Linked DNA regions of Mus musculus: region 1 is linked to region 2. A link is a contact called in public promoter capture Hi-C data. All regions are on one chromosome and are shown on one strand. Each heading gives the region's core, a stretch centred on a gene start, on an enhancer-like site or on the middle of the called end of the contact. The rest is flanking DNA. Distances are from core to core; before and after follow the strand shown. Region 1 holds the start of 2310040G24Rik (RIKEN cDNA 2310040G24 gene). Region 2 holds the start of Ino80b (INO80 complex subunit B).

Region 1 (6,507 bases), core at 1,694-4,193, 3.4 Mb after region 2:
TCTCCAGCCCCCTCCCTTTCAGTTTTTTAGGGCTGGGAACTGAACCTTGGGCTTGGATATGCCAGGCAAGCACCCTACCAAGTAAATGTTCTTCCAGAAAACCCAGGTTTAATTCCTAGCATTCACATGGAAGCTCACAACTCTCTGTAACTCCAGTTCCAGGCGATCAGATACCCTCACACAGACATACATGCAAGCAAAATACCAATGCACATAAAATTAAATAAGTCATTAAAAAGAAAAGGCATTGCTGGGCGGTGGTGGCGCACGCCTTTAGTCCCAGCACTTGGGAGGCAGAGGCAGGCAGATTTCTGAGTTTGAGGCCAGCCTGGTCTACAAAGTGCTTCAGGCGGTTACCCTCAGATTTGCCCTATAAAGTGAGTATTATTTCCATTTTGTTGATCAAAACATGGAAGCAGCTGAAGATGCAACATCATTGGCAGAGTTCACTGCATAAGCCTGGCGTCGTGGTGCACACTTGTAGTCTCAGTATTTTGGAAGTGGAGGCAGGAGGACCAAGAGTTCACAGTCATTCTCAGCTACGTGGTAGGTTTGAAACTAGCCTGGGATACTTGAGCCCTTGTCTCAAAAGCAAACAAACAACAAAGTAACAAGAAATAGGTGGGCGGACAGGCGCGTGTAGAGTGCTTACCCAGCATGTCCAAAGCCCTGGCTTCAGTTCCCAGTACCATACAAAAAGAGAGAAGCAAAGAAAAGGGGGGGGGGGGCCGGCGTTCTTTTCCATCCTTGGACTTATGAAGGCAGGATGGGTTACTGTGGCCTCTACTGGAGTCTCCATCCAAAGAAACTCCATCCGGGTTCCAGTTCCTGCCACAGCTGCTCAAACCCTTGGCAGGGTTTCCATCAGCCCTGGAAGGACAGAGCCTTTGTTACGCTTGACTAAGCCACCTATCCTGATGAATTATTCGAGACTCAGTGAATTGAGACCATGCTAGTCTTTAGACATAAAAAAGTAAGTAAAGAGAAAAAGAAAGGAAGAAGAAGAAGAAGGAGGAGGAGGAGGAGGAGGAGGGGGAGGAGGCTGTAACTTGCAGGGTCACACAGCCTAGTAAGGGACTGAGGAATATATGTGAGTTAGGATTCCAGATCTGTCCAGCATCCACATTCTAGGCTCCAGCCCTGTTCAGTCCAGTTCGCATGCACACATGGTCACTGAGCACTTGAAATGTGGCCAGCCTGATTTTACTGAACCAAGTACAAAAGATAAAGAACACGTGCCAAGTTGGTTTTGCATGTAAATTAGTTACATGTTAAAATAAGTTTTGGAGCATCAAGTAAAATATTTTAAAAATAACTTTATTTTTGCCATTCTCATTATTGAGTGTGGATGAGGGTGTGTATATGAGTGCATGCGACTGCAGGAATGCGAAACATGACTTCATGCATTTTCCCTTACAGGAGCTCCTGGGATCGAACTCAGGTTCTCTGGCTTGTAGTTCTGCTACAGAGCCACCTTGGTAGCCCAAAGGAAAGGATCTTTTGTTTTTACATTATCTATTTATTCACTTATTTCTTTTCCACACAGGGAATTAAACCGAGGGCTCTTCTCTTATCCCTCAGCCTTCCTTTTACTTTGTTTACCTTTTTTTTTAAAAGATTTTATTTATTTATTATATGTAAGTACACTGTAGCTATCTTCAGATCTCATTACGGGTGGTTGTGAGCCACCATGTCCTTGCTGGGATTTAAACTCACAACCTCCGGAAGAGCAGTCAGTGCTCTTAACCCCTGAGCTATCTCACCAACCACCCTTTTTTGCCTTTTAAGAAAGGATCTGGCCCTCAACTTCTGGAGCAGAAATGTAAACTTTATATCTGCCTGTCTCCACTTCCCAAGTGCTGGGATTTCTGGCCTGTGCCCACATCAGGAGGTTTGCCACTATATATTTGTTTGTTTGTTTGTTTTTTAAGGAATGCTCTTATCAAATGTTACAACATAGATAAAACACTGGGCTAAGCAAGACGCGCCTGAGCAAGGACGAGTATCCAAGCTCCTGCTTACACACACTATGTTGACTGGGCAAATTCCTGGAGGTAGAGGCAAGAGCAAGAAAAGGGAAGTGAGCAACAAATGGGCATGGAGGAAAGGAGGTTGCTGAGCTGGGGCGGGCCTGGGAGGGCACAGCGCAGGCGCAAACGTCTTTGTCTGCTTAAGGCGGAGTTGCTAGGTCCCAGACTTACTGCACAGAGCGTGCTGGTCTGGCTTTGTACTACCGTGTTTACTCAGGGAGCGTTGGGAACCCCTCTTCCTCCGCCCCCACTGTCCCTCTGTGAGCACGAAGAGGGCCTCATGGCAAACATGCAGTGCCTGCACACCCTCCGTGAGGCCCCACAACAGAGTACACACACAAACACTGCCTGCAGGCGCACATCACACAGTGATATAGCTCACACACCATCCAGTTTCTCAGGCACACCACACGAAGTTGTGGTGTTTACTTTAGTTTGCAGGCGGGCACTCTGCCCCCTGCCTTCTGCTCTTAGCTCTTACCAAGTAGCTTTAGTGAGGACGGAGGCCACCGGTGTCCCAATCCCTTTGTTTCCTGGTCTTGCATCACAGGCCTGCAAGATGCCTGCCGCCAACCCGCAGCCAGAGCACCCCATAGTGATTCTTGGCCAGACGGGCTCCCTGCAGGCTCTGGCCTCACTCATCCCGACTTTCTCCTTACAGGAGCACCAACCTGGACCACGTGCTGACCTGCTTGGGCCCTGAACGCCTCCTCTTGCAGAAACTTGGTTAGCTGAGCCTCTCTCACGCTTCCAGTTTTATTCTTAGTAAGGAGAGACGCTGCCTTAGCTTCCTCTTCTTCCATCTGCTGCACAGTTTAACAATCCTTTGTAATTGCTTGGTTACTGTGTGCCCATGTAAAGGGACAGACAGAAGTCCTGTCTGCTAACCACTGGCTTCCCTCCCCAGGGACGGCAGCAGAAAAGATAGAGTTTGCTTGGCAGCGACTGCAGCGTCTCAAAGGCACCTGCTCTCTCTGGCTGTCCTCTGCAGGCTCTGCTGCCAAACTACCTTGACTAAGGGATCCTGTGGGACTCACTTGTCACCTTGCCAGGTCAAAGCACCAGCCTGACTGTCCCTCACAATGCCCTATCCACCTCTTATCAAACCATTGGTTGTTGAGCCAGTCCCCAAATAGCAAACAATCCAAGGAAGAGCCCCTGGGTTCCAGGAGGTGGACTTTCGTTTATTGCTCTGGCCTAGAGCATTGGAGCCCTAGGATAGGATGTGGGCCTTGCCCCATATTTCATTTCTGAGTTCTTCATATTTTTAAAAGAATTATTTATTTATTATTATTATTATTTGTATATCAGTACATTGTAGCTGTATTGAGTTACACCAGGAGAGGACATCTGATCACTTTACAGATGACGGTTGTGAGCCACCATGTGGTTGTTGGGAATTGAACTCAGGACCTCTGGAAGAGCAGAGGATGGTTCCTAACCACTGAGCCATCTCTCTAGCTCCTTCATTTTGTTTTATTTCCTTTTTTTCATCTTGCTGGGGTTTGCTGAGGTTGCTGTTGTTGGGTTTGTTTGTTTGTTTGTTTTGGTTTAGTTTGGTTTAGTTTGATTTGATTTGGTTTTTCAAGACAGGGTTTCTCTGTTTAGCCCTGGCTGACCTGGAATTCACTCTGTAGACCAGGCTGTCCTGGAACTCACAGAGATCTGCCTGCCTCTGCCTCCCAAGTGCTGGGGTTAAAGACATGCCCCAGTTTAAAAATAAATAATTTTAGGCCGGGCATGGTGGCGCATGCCTTTAATCCCAGCACTTGGGAAGCAGAGGCAGGCGGATTTCTGAGTTTGAGGCCAGCCTGGTCTACAAAGTGAGTTCCAGGACAGCCAGGGATATACAGAGAAACTCTGTCTAGAAAAACCAAATAAATAATTAAATAAATAAATTTAAATAAGAAACTAAAACAAAACAGAGGGACAAGGAGGCATAGGACTTTAACCCCAGCACTCTCCTGTCAGTCACAAGGCAGAGAGGCAGAGCTCTGAGTTCAAGACCAGCCTGGTTGACAGAGTGAGTTCCAGGATACCCAGGACTATACAGAGAAACCCTGTCTTAAAAAAACAAAATAAATAGACAAAATAAGGGGCTGAAGAGATGGCTCAGAGGTTGAGAGCACCACCTGCTCTTCCAGAGGTCCTGAGTTCAATTCCCAGCAACCACATGGTGGCTCACAATCATCTATAATGGGGATCTGGTGCCCTCTTCTGGTGTGTGTCTGAAGAAGGCTACAGTATACTCATATAAATAAGATAAATAAATTCTTTTTAAAAATAGACAAAATAATAAAAATGATTTATTATTGTGGGTGGGTACCAACACATGTAGGGGCCAGAGAATAACTCTGGGTCGGTTCTCCCCCCTTTACATGCCGTCCGGGGGCTGAGTTCAGCTCTCCAGGCATGCTCAGCAAGTCCCTTGACACTGAGCCACCTTGCTAGCCCTGTTTTGTTTTGTTTTTAATTTCAACTAGCCATTTTAAAGATCAATATTTTTTTATTTAGATAGGAACACATTACATGTAACCCTGACTGACCTGAACTTACTATGCAACCAAGGCTGGTCTTGAACTCACAGACATTTGCACGGCTCTGCCTCCTTTTTTTGAAGGCTTGGTGTCAGGGTCTGTTACCCAGTGAGCTATCATGTTCTCCCCATCCCCTTTTGCCCTGGTTGTTTAATGCTACCTTCACCAGGCAGGTACTGCACCGACTGTACAGCACTGGTTCCAGGGCTCAGCTGCTAACAGAGCAACAGGGTCCTGGAATACACCCTTCCTGGGCTCAGCAAGTTCTGCTTCCAAAAGAGGAAGCCTAACAGAGACCTGAGCCTCTGCCACCCCTAAGAGGGGGAACTTACCTCAGCCTGATGTATCTGCTCACTCTAGTGGTGCACACCTTTAATCACAGAGTTTTAATCACAGAGAGGCAGGGACAGGAGATATTCTGTGACCTCAAGACCCACATAGTCCCAGGCATACATAGTTCTAACATTACATAGTGAGCCACATGTGCCGTTGCAGGGTGGCGCTGGCTACCACTGGCCACCATGCATAAGTTTGGGAAACAACCAATGTGTACATATGCAGTAAAGTTTCTTGCCAAGACACTGCCTGGCCCGGGCATGATAATAAGGTTTTGAGAGTATAACCAATCAGATGTGAGACATGCAAATGAGGTATGTTAATGAGGTTTTGTGAGGTACTGAGAGAGTATAATCAATAGGATGTGGGACATGCAAATGAGGTAGAAAGCATAACCAATCCGGGTGTGAGACACGCCTCTCCTAGGCCTATATAAGCAGCACCAGTTCTGGGCTCTTTTTCGCCTCTGCAATCAAGCTCTCCCGATAAACGTGTGCAGAAGGATCCTGTTGTGGCATCTGCTTTGCTGGTGAGTCAGGCGCTCATAAGAAGACCCTGTCTCAAAAATATTTTCCTATTCATGAAACAGGAAGCTGAAAGAGGGTGACGGATCCACTGGAACTACACTTACGGATTCTTTTGCACTGCAGACCTGGGTGTGGAGAGCTGAATGGCACCCAGTGCTGTTAACTACTGAGCCTCTCTGTAACCCCACGAACAACATTTCTAAGATTCAGTTCGTCCACATGGGAAATGCAGGTGCTAACCTGCTCAGCAGAGTGTCTGGGATGATGAAAGACAATGCTGTCAGTACTGTGTTAATCCTCACCATACTCACCTTAAAAGTCAACCCTAAGAGTCACACCCCTCCCCTACCCCCTCCTACTGTCTTGGAACTAGAACAGTAGACCAGGCTGGCCTTGAACTCAGATCCACCTTCCCTTTAGTGTTAGCATTAAAGCTTGTGCTACCACCACCCAGCTTGTTTTCATATTTTAATTTTTTTTTTTTGAGACAGTATCTTGCTGGGTAGTCCTGGCTGCTCTCAAAGCTGTTCTTTGTTGTTGTTGCTGTTTGTTTGTTTGTTTGTTTGTTTTTCTTGTCAACTAGGTACAAGCCAGGGTCATCTAGGAAGATGAAACTTTAGTTGAGAAAATGTTTGTTAGATTAGTCTGTGGGCCATTTTATTGGTGACTGATGTAGGAGGGCTGCCCTCAGTAGGTGGTGCCACCCCAGGGCAGGCTGAGCAAGCCAGTAAGCAATGTGTCTCCATAGCCTCTGCTTTAGTTCTTGCCTTGATGGTGAAGTGTAACCTGTGAACCAAATAAACCCTCTCCTCCCCAAGGTGCTTTTGGTCACGGTCGTTATCACAGCAATAGAAAGCAAACTAAAATACTAGCCATGCATCAGGGTCCCAGCATTTTTTTTTTTTTTTTTCTAAATAGTAAAGGAATTTATTGATGACTTACAGTCGGCAGCCCAATTCCCAACAATTGTTCAGTCGCAGCTGTGAATGGAAGTCCAAGGATCTAGCAGTTACTCAGTCTCACGCAGCAAGCAGGCGAAGGAGCAAGAGCTCGAGCTAGACTCCCTTCTTCCAATGT
Region 2 (6,662 bases), core at 1,032-3,531:
CTTTTACTACTTTCTTCTGGACTCGGGCCATCACCAGCTCTCCCAGTTTCCACACCCCATACCCCTCTCCCAGTTTATTGATTGATTGTGTCAGGCTATCTATATGTATTTTTAGATGCCTCGGAATTTGTAACCATCCTCCTGTCTCTCAAGCTCTGGGGCACAGGTCTGCGCCACGACAGCCTACACTTCAGCAGCTTCCTAAGGAAATTCCTTACCCCTACTAAGCTTCACAGCACATAATTGCCAAAGTAATTAAGCCAGCTATGTCACTTGTCAGTATATATCCCCCTGGGTGACCTGGCCACACTCTCCTTCTGGGTCTCTGTGCCCCTGGGCTCTATGTCAGCTGGCCTCTCTGTCTGAGAAGCTCCCCTGGTACTGGAAATGTCATCTCTTCAAAGGCATTCTAGACTGGAAAGACTACTCAGCGGCGAGGAGCACCGGCCCTTGGGGAGGACTCTCATTCAGTTCCCTGCACCTACATGGCAGCTCTCAACTGTCTGTAAATCTAGTTCCAGGAGTTCTGATGACCAATGGCCTCCATGGGCAACGGGCACACACTCATCCACATAAAGTAAATACGATTTATCTTTAAAAAACAAAAGAAAACAATGAGCTAGTCCCCACAACTACCCTAATGTTTCTGTCTTGGCAATTTCTACTTCAGCATTCCTATTTTCTGTAGGATTTTTTTTTTTTTTTAAGGTTTATTTATATGATCACACTGTAGCCCTCTTCAGACACACCAGAAGAGAGCATCAGATCCCATTACAGATGGTTGTGAGCCACCATGTGGTTGCTGGGTGTTGAACTCAGGACCTCTGGAAGAACAGTCAGTGTTCTTAACCATTGGGCCATCTCACCAGCCCTATTTTCTGGAGTTTTAAAAAGTTACTTAGGAGCTCTGTGTGTGTGTGTGTGTGTGTGTGTGTGTGGCAGTACACACCTTTAACTCCAGCACTTAGGGGCAAAGGCAAGCATATCCCAGTCAGGGCTTAAATACTAAGATCCCAATTCAAAAAGGAAAGTCATTTACCTTCTGTCAGCATGCACTTGAATATCCACCCACCTTCCTTTCCTGTTCCTCTCACTGCCTAAGAAACAACAAGCTCTCCATATGTTTGTCGAGTGAATACAGATGGAACTAACTTACCTGTCTCGCTGTAAGCAGCCGCTCATTGATCTCCTTCTTGAGGTCTCCGTTGTCATCCAGCTCTCCCTTCTCCAGGGCGTCTAACCATCTCTGTTCCTCCTCTTCCTCCTGGCCCTCCAGATCCCCTGGCAGGTCCCGAAGTGGGGAGGGGGACAGATTACTGTCTTCATCTGGGTGGGAAAGTTGAAGGAAAGTGCAAACATTAATTTATCGAAGTTGGTCCTAGTACACTGAAAATTCTCAGACCCCACCCTCTTCCTTTTGCTGGTTAGAAATGAGCAACCCAGCTTTGCCACCTCTACGGTCTTCTCACCCAGCCAGGCGCGGTACTGCTCCAGAGGTACGCCTTCCATAGGTTCCTCTTCATTATCCACCACCATCAGGGGAGACGGTGAGCGAGGCCCCTCAGGAATCACAGTGAAAGTGGGGACACTGCAGAGTAGAAACACTACTCTAAAGTGAACAAGCGGCTGGCTCTCTCCTACTTTGGAGCTACAAACAGCTTTTCCGACCTGCTGGGATTCTTGCTGCCTTAACTTGGACCCAGCCCACCTGCTACTGAATTTTCCCGAGTTAAATACTTGATCTCACCTCTTGGTGCCCAGGACCTGTCCACCCAGCTTGATTTTAAGTTTAAGTTGGGGCTTGGCAGGAGTCTGCAGCGTCGGTCCGGCCTCCTCTTCCTGATGATGCTTTTTCTTGTGTTTCTTTTTATGTTTCTTGTGTTTTTTCTTGTGTACTCCGTGGCCGTGGGCACCTGCCAGGCTCAGCTCCAGCGTTTCCCCTGCGGAAGGAGAGCCTGTCTGAGGGGATCGGCCAAAAAGTGGCAGGGGGAAGATCTGACTAACCTAACAATTCAACTGAGTCCCACTCTTCCCACGTTATTAGCTGTTACCATAACAACAGCCCCGCCTCGCTCCTTCCCACCTGTGGCGGGCAGACCCGGCTCCACCGGCTCCACGGAGTTACAGCGACTCCTTTTTCAAGATCACTCGAGTTAGATCCACCCGCGCTTACCTGGCTCGGGGGCCTCCATAGCCCCAGATGTGCTCCCGCGCCGCCACAGCTTGCTCATGGGGTCCTGCAAAGGGAGAGGACTGGAAACTGTCGGGACACAAGCCGACATGCCTTTTCCGCCCCGCGGAAGAACGGAATCCAGCAAAATAACCGGCTACTTCCGGCGCCTGGCAACCATGTTTGTGCGTGGTACGCCTTACAGCCAAAAATATTCCGATAAGAAACAGGGTCCCTTCCAAACAAAAGTTCCGGCATTGCTAGGCACCTTACTGGCGCACCAGACTTAAAAAGGATTACGAGTTCGAGGCCAGGCTTAATGCCATCTTGTTCTCAAAACGAAAGTTCAAAGCCTCTAGGAGGCTGGAAAAGCCACCAAAAAAGGTAAGGTTTTCCCCTAACTTGGGTTCCCTGTATTAGATTCCTGACCTGTTCTGTCTCCCTTTCTCTGTGTTGCTGTCTCTTGTCTCTTCTCTTTGTCTATCTGCCTGTCTGTATGTATGTCTGTCTGTTTGTGTCTTCCCCCTTCCCTCTCATCGCTCTCTCTTCCCCTCCCCTCCTCCTCTCTTTTTCCTCTCTTCTCCCCTCTCCTCTCCTCTCCTTCCCCCCACCCCCATCTCCCCATTCTCATTGGTTGGCAATGAGGGGCAACGTCGTTGCGGTGCATCTTTATTTGTAAACACTAAGCTTCTCAACTAAGAAAAGTTGTGAAATAATAAGATTGACAGAGAATTTAGATTCCAGAGAACAGTTACATTGTAAAGAATACAAGAATCCCTCTAATGAGGGATCTAAATGAATTTACTACATCCCTGTACTGCGAAGTTAGGAAGCTAGTTAACTTGAACAAAACCAAACATAGCAAGGTAGGAAACTGGTGAGAGAAATTGCTGATGTGTGGTTGGGAAATGAGGGAGGTGGGAGACCTTTGTTTTGTTTTTGTTGTTTGAGAAGGGGTCTCACTATGTACCCCAGGTTGGCTTGGTACTCCGTATGTACCCAGACTGGTGTCAAATCCATGAACTTTCTACTTCAGCTTTCCTAGGGCTGAGATTACAGGCATTAATAACCAAACTTTGCTGCCATTTTTCACATATCCTTTTCCCCCTTTAAATTTTGTTTAAAATTTGTGAATGTTTTCCTTTATCTTCTAGTTAATTTATACATATTTTTTAAAAGCACAGAATTGAATATGCCAATAAATAAGAGAAAAACTCTAAAACCTGTGATTCAGGGCTGGAGAGATGGCTCGGTAGTTAAGAATGCACACAACTCTTGCAGAGGACCCAAGTTCACTTTCCATCTCCCACATCAGGCAGCTCACTGCTGCCTGTAACTCCATCTCTAAAGAAATCTGATAGCTCTGGTCTGTGCCAACACCTGCACTCAAGTGTACATAGGCAGACACAGACACACACCTGCACATAATGTTTTAAAATGATCTGAATGGGACTAGAGAGATGGCTCATCAGCTAAGAGCACTTGCTGCCCTTTCAGGGGACCCTGGTTTGGGTCTCAGTGCTGACATAGCTTCTCCCAATCATCAGTAACTCCAGTTTCAGATCTGGATGCTTCTTCTGGCCTCCTCAGGTCCTCTGCAAGGCCAGCAAATCTTGTTAACAGCTGAGCCACCTCTCCAGCCCCTTGATTCTCTTGATTTTATTTATTTATTTATTTATTTATTTATTTATTTATTTATTTATTTATTCATCCATTCATTTTTGAAACAGGGCTTCTGGGCTGGTGAGATGGCTCAGTGGGTAAGAGCACCCGACTGCTCTTCCAAAGGTCCAGAGTTCAAATCCCAGCAACCACATGGTGGCTCACAACCATCCGTAACGAGATCTGACTCCCTCTTCTGGAGTGTCTGAAGACAGCTACAATGTACTTACATATAATAAATAAATAAATCTTTAAAAAAAAAAAAAAAAAACAGGGCTTCTCTGTGTGGCCCTGGCTGTTTATTTGTTTATGTTTGTTTGTTTATGCTTATTTACCTGTTTGGCAGGGTTTCTCTGTGTAACCTTGGCTGTTTTTGGTTGGCTGTCTTTGGAGCTCACTTTTTAAACCAGGCTGGCTTTGAACTCAGAGATCTGCCTGCCTCTACCTCCCAAGTGCTGAGACTAAAGGTGTGTGCCACCACACCCAGCTTTCTTGATTCTTTTTTTTTTTTTTTTAAGATTTATTTATTTATTATATGTAAGTACACTGTAGCTATCTTCAGACACACCAGAAGAGGGCGTCAGATCTCATTACGGATGGTTGTGAGCCACCATGTGGTTGCTGGGATTTGAACTCCGGACCTTTGGAAGAGCAGTCGGGTGCTCTTACCCACTGAGCCATCTCACCAGCCCTCTTGATTCTTTTCATTTAAGATTTATTTACCACTGGGCAGTGATGGAGCGCGCCTTTAATCCCAGCACTCGGGAGGCAGAGGCAGGCAGATTTCTGAGTTCGAAGCCAGCCTGGTCTACAGAGTGAGATCCAGGACAGCCAGAGCTATAAAGAGAAACCCTGTCTCGAAAACAAACAAACAAACAAAAAGATTTATTTACTTAAAATGTGTACAGCATTCAACCTGCATGTATGCCTGCAGGCCAGAAGAGGGCACTAGACCTCATAGGTAGTTATGAACCACCATGTGCTTGCTGGGACTTGAACCCAGGACTTCTGGAAGAGCAGGCAGTGCTATTAACCTCGGAACCATCTCTTCAGTCCCCTTGATTCTGTTTTTAAAAGTATCGTGTACTAGTATCTGCTTAGAAAAAAATGAGGAATATGCAATGTGCTACTAGTGACTGTCTTAGAGTTAAGGATCTTTTCCTGTCTAGATTTGAACTCACTCTGTAGACCGGTCCAGCCTCAAACTCAGAGATTCACTGGCCTCTGCCTCCAGAGTGCTTGGATTAAAGGCTTGCCCCGCCACACCTGGCCTTTTTTATTTATATTTTTAAGGCAGGATCTAATATATTCCAGGCTGGCCTGAACCTTGCAGTATAGCTGAAGATGACCTTGAATTCCTGACTCTCCTGCGTCTACTTCCCCAGTGTGACAATCACAGATATGCCCCATTATACCCGGTCCCATGGAGTGCTGGGCATGGAGCCTGGGCTTCATGTATGCTAGACAAGCACTCTACCCGCAGACATCAACCATTTGTAATTCTTTTTTAAGTCTACTGGGTACACCAGGCACGGTGGGCTGGGTCTAGCAAGAGTAGCACCCAACACCTGCATTTTGGAAAACTAACTTAGGGAGGCCTTTCTAGAACATAGTGGGGTGTTTAGCTACGTGGCTGTTCCGCGGGTTCTGTTGTTTCTGTTCTATAAATAAGGAAACTGAGGCTCAGAGAGACAAACACACAGGCAGGGAGTAACAGTGTAAGCATCAGACAGAGGCTTCCTAACGCTCGTCTGGGCTGTTTCCTCTGTATCCTGGCGTCCAGCAGCGAGGAAGTGAATGACAACCAGCTTCTTTCTGGTCTTAGGCTCTTTTCTTTTCTTTTTTGTAACTTTGCTTTGTTTAGTGTGGAAATATACAGACTAAGAGGAATTTTACCTTCTGAAGGCATTCTCAAGGCTTGTTTTAAAATTTCATGAAAAAAAAATAAATTTATAGTGTTTGACTAGAAATGGCCCCCAAAGACTCATACATTTGAATGCTCAATTACTAGGGAGTGGAACTCTTTGAAAGGATTAGAAGAAGAACTAGGAGGTGTGGCCTTGTTGGAGGAAGTGTGTCATTGTGAGTGGGTTTTGAAGTTTCAAACACCCACCCATGCCAGGACCAGTCTCTTTCAGCTGTCTGCAGATGAAAATGTAGAAATCTCAGCTACTACTCCAGCACCATGCCTACCTGCTTGCCAAGTTGCTTCCAGCCATGATGATAAACTCAATGATGGACTAAACCTCTGAAGCTATAAGCAAGCCCCAAATTAAATACTTACTTTAATAAGAGTTGCCTTGGGGACTGGAGAAATGGCTCAGCGGTTAAAAGCACTGACTTCTCTTCCAGAGGTCCTAAGTTCAATATCCAGCAACTACCTGGTGACATACAACCGTCTGTAATGGGATCCGATGCTCTCTTCTGGTGTGTCTGAAGACAGCAACAGTGTACTCATATAAATTAAATAAATAAATAATTCTTTAAAAAAAGAGTTGCCTTGGACATTGTGTCTCTTCGCAACAATAGAATAGTGACTAAGACATATAGAAAATAGTGCAAGAACGATAAAAAGAACTCTTTCATCTATTCATACCAGATCCTCCAGCTGACACTGTCAGGACATAGTCTAGTCAGGAGTAGTGGAGCACTGGCTATATTATAGCTCCAGCATTTGGCAGGCTGGACAAGAGGATCCCCAGTTCATTTAGAATCCAGCCTGGGACTTACTGAGACGGTCTCTCAAAACAAAACATAACAAAAAAAAAACAAAGACCAAAACAGGCTAGGGGGTTGGATGGTTGGGTCAGTGGTTAAAAGCAATGAATTG

What was found. Promoter capture Hi-C pulls out the DNA fragments that hold promoters and counts their contacts.
Region 1: a contact with region 2 is called in a promoter capture Hi-C map of frontonasal cranial neural crest. The contact joins the promoter of 2310040G24Rik here to the promoter of Ino80b in region 2. A contact is called at or near these places in 2 of 39 promoter capture datasets (frontonasal cranial neural crest and pre-B cells).

The regions. Positions count from the first base shown.
Region 1 is chr6:86,485,284-86,491,790 of GRCm38.p6, forward strand. 2310040G24Rik (RIKEN cDNA 2310040G24 gene) reads right to left here and starts at 2,944. Exons shown (of 2, transcript NR_040293.1): 1 at 2,719-2,944.
Region 2 is chr6:83,122,838-83,129,499 of GRCm38.p6, forward strand. Ino80b (INO80 complex subunit B) reads right to left here and starts at 2,282. Exons shown (of 5, transcript NM_023547.2): 1 at 2,174-2,282; 2 at 1,748-1,940; 3 at 1,470-1,588; 4 at 1,157-1,326. The coding sequence starts at 2,231.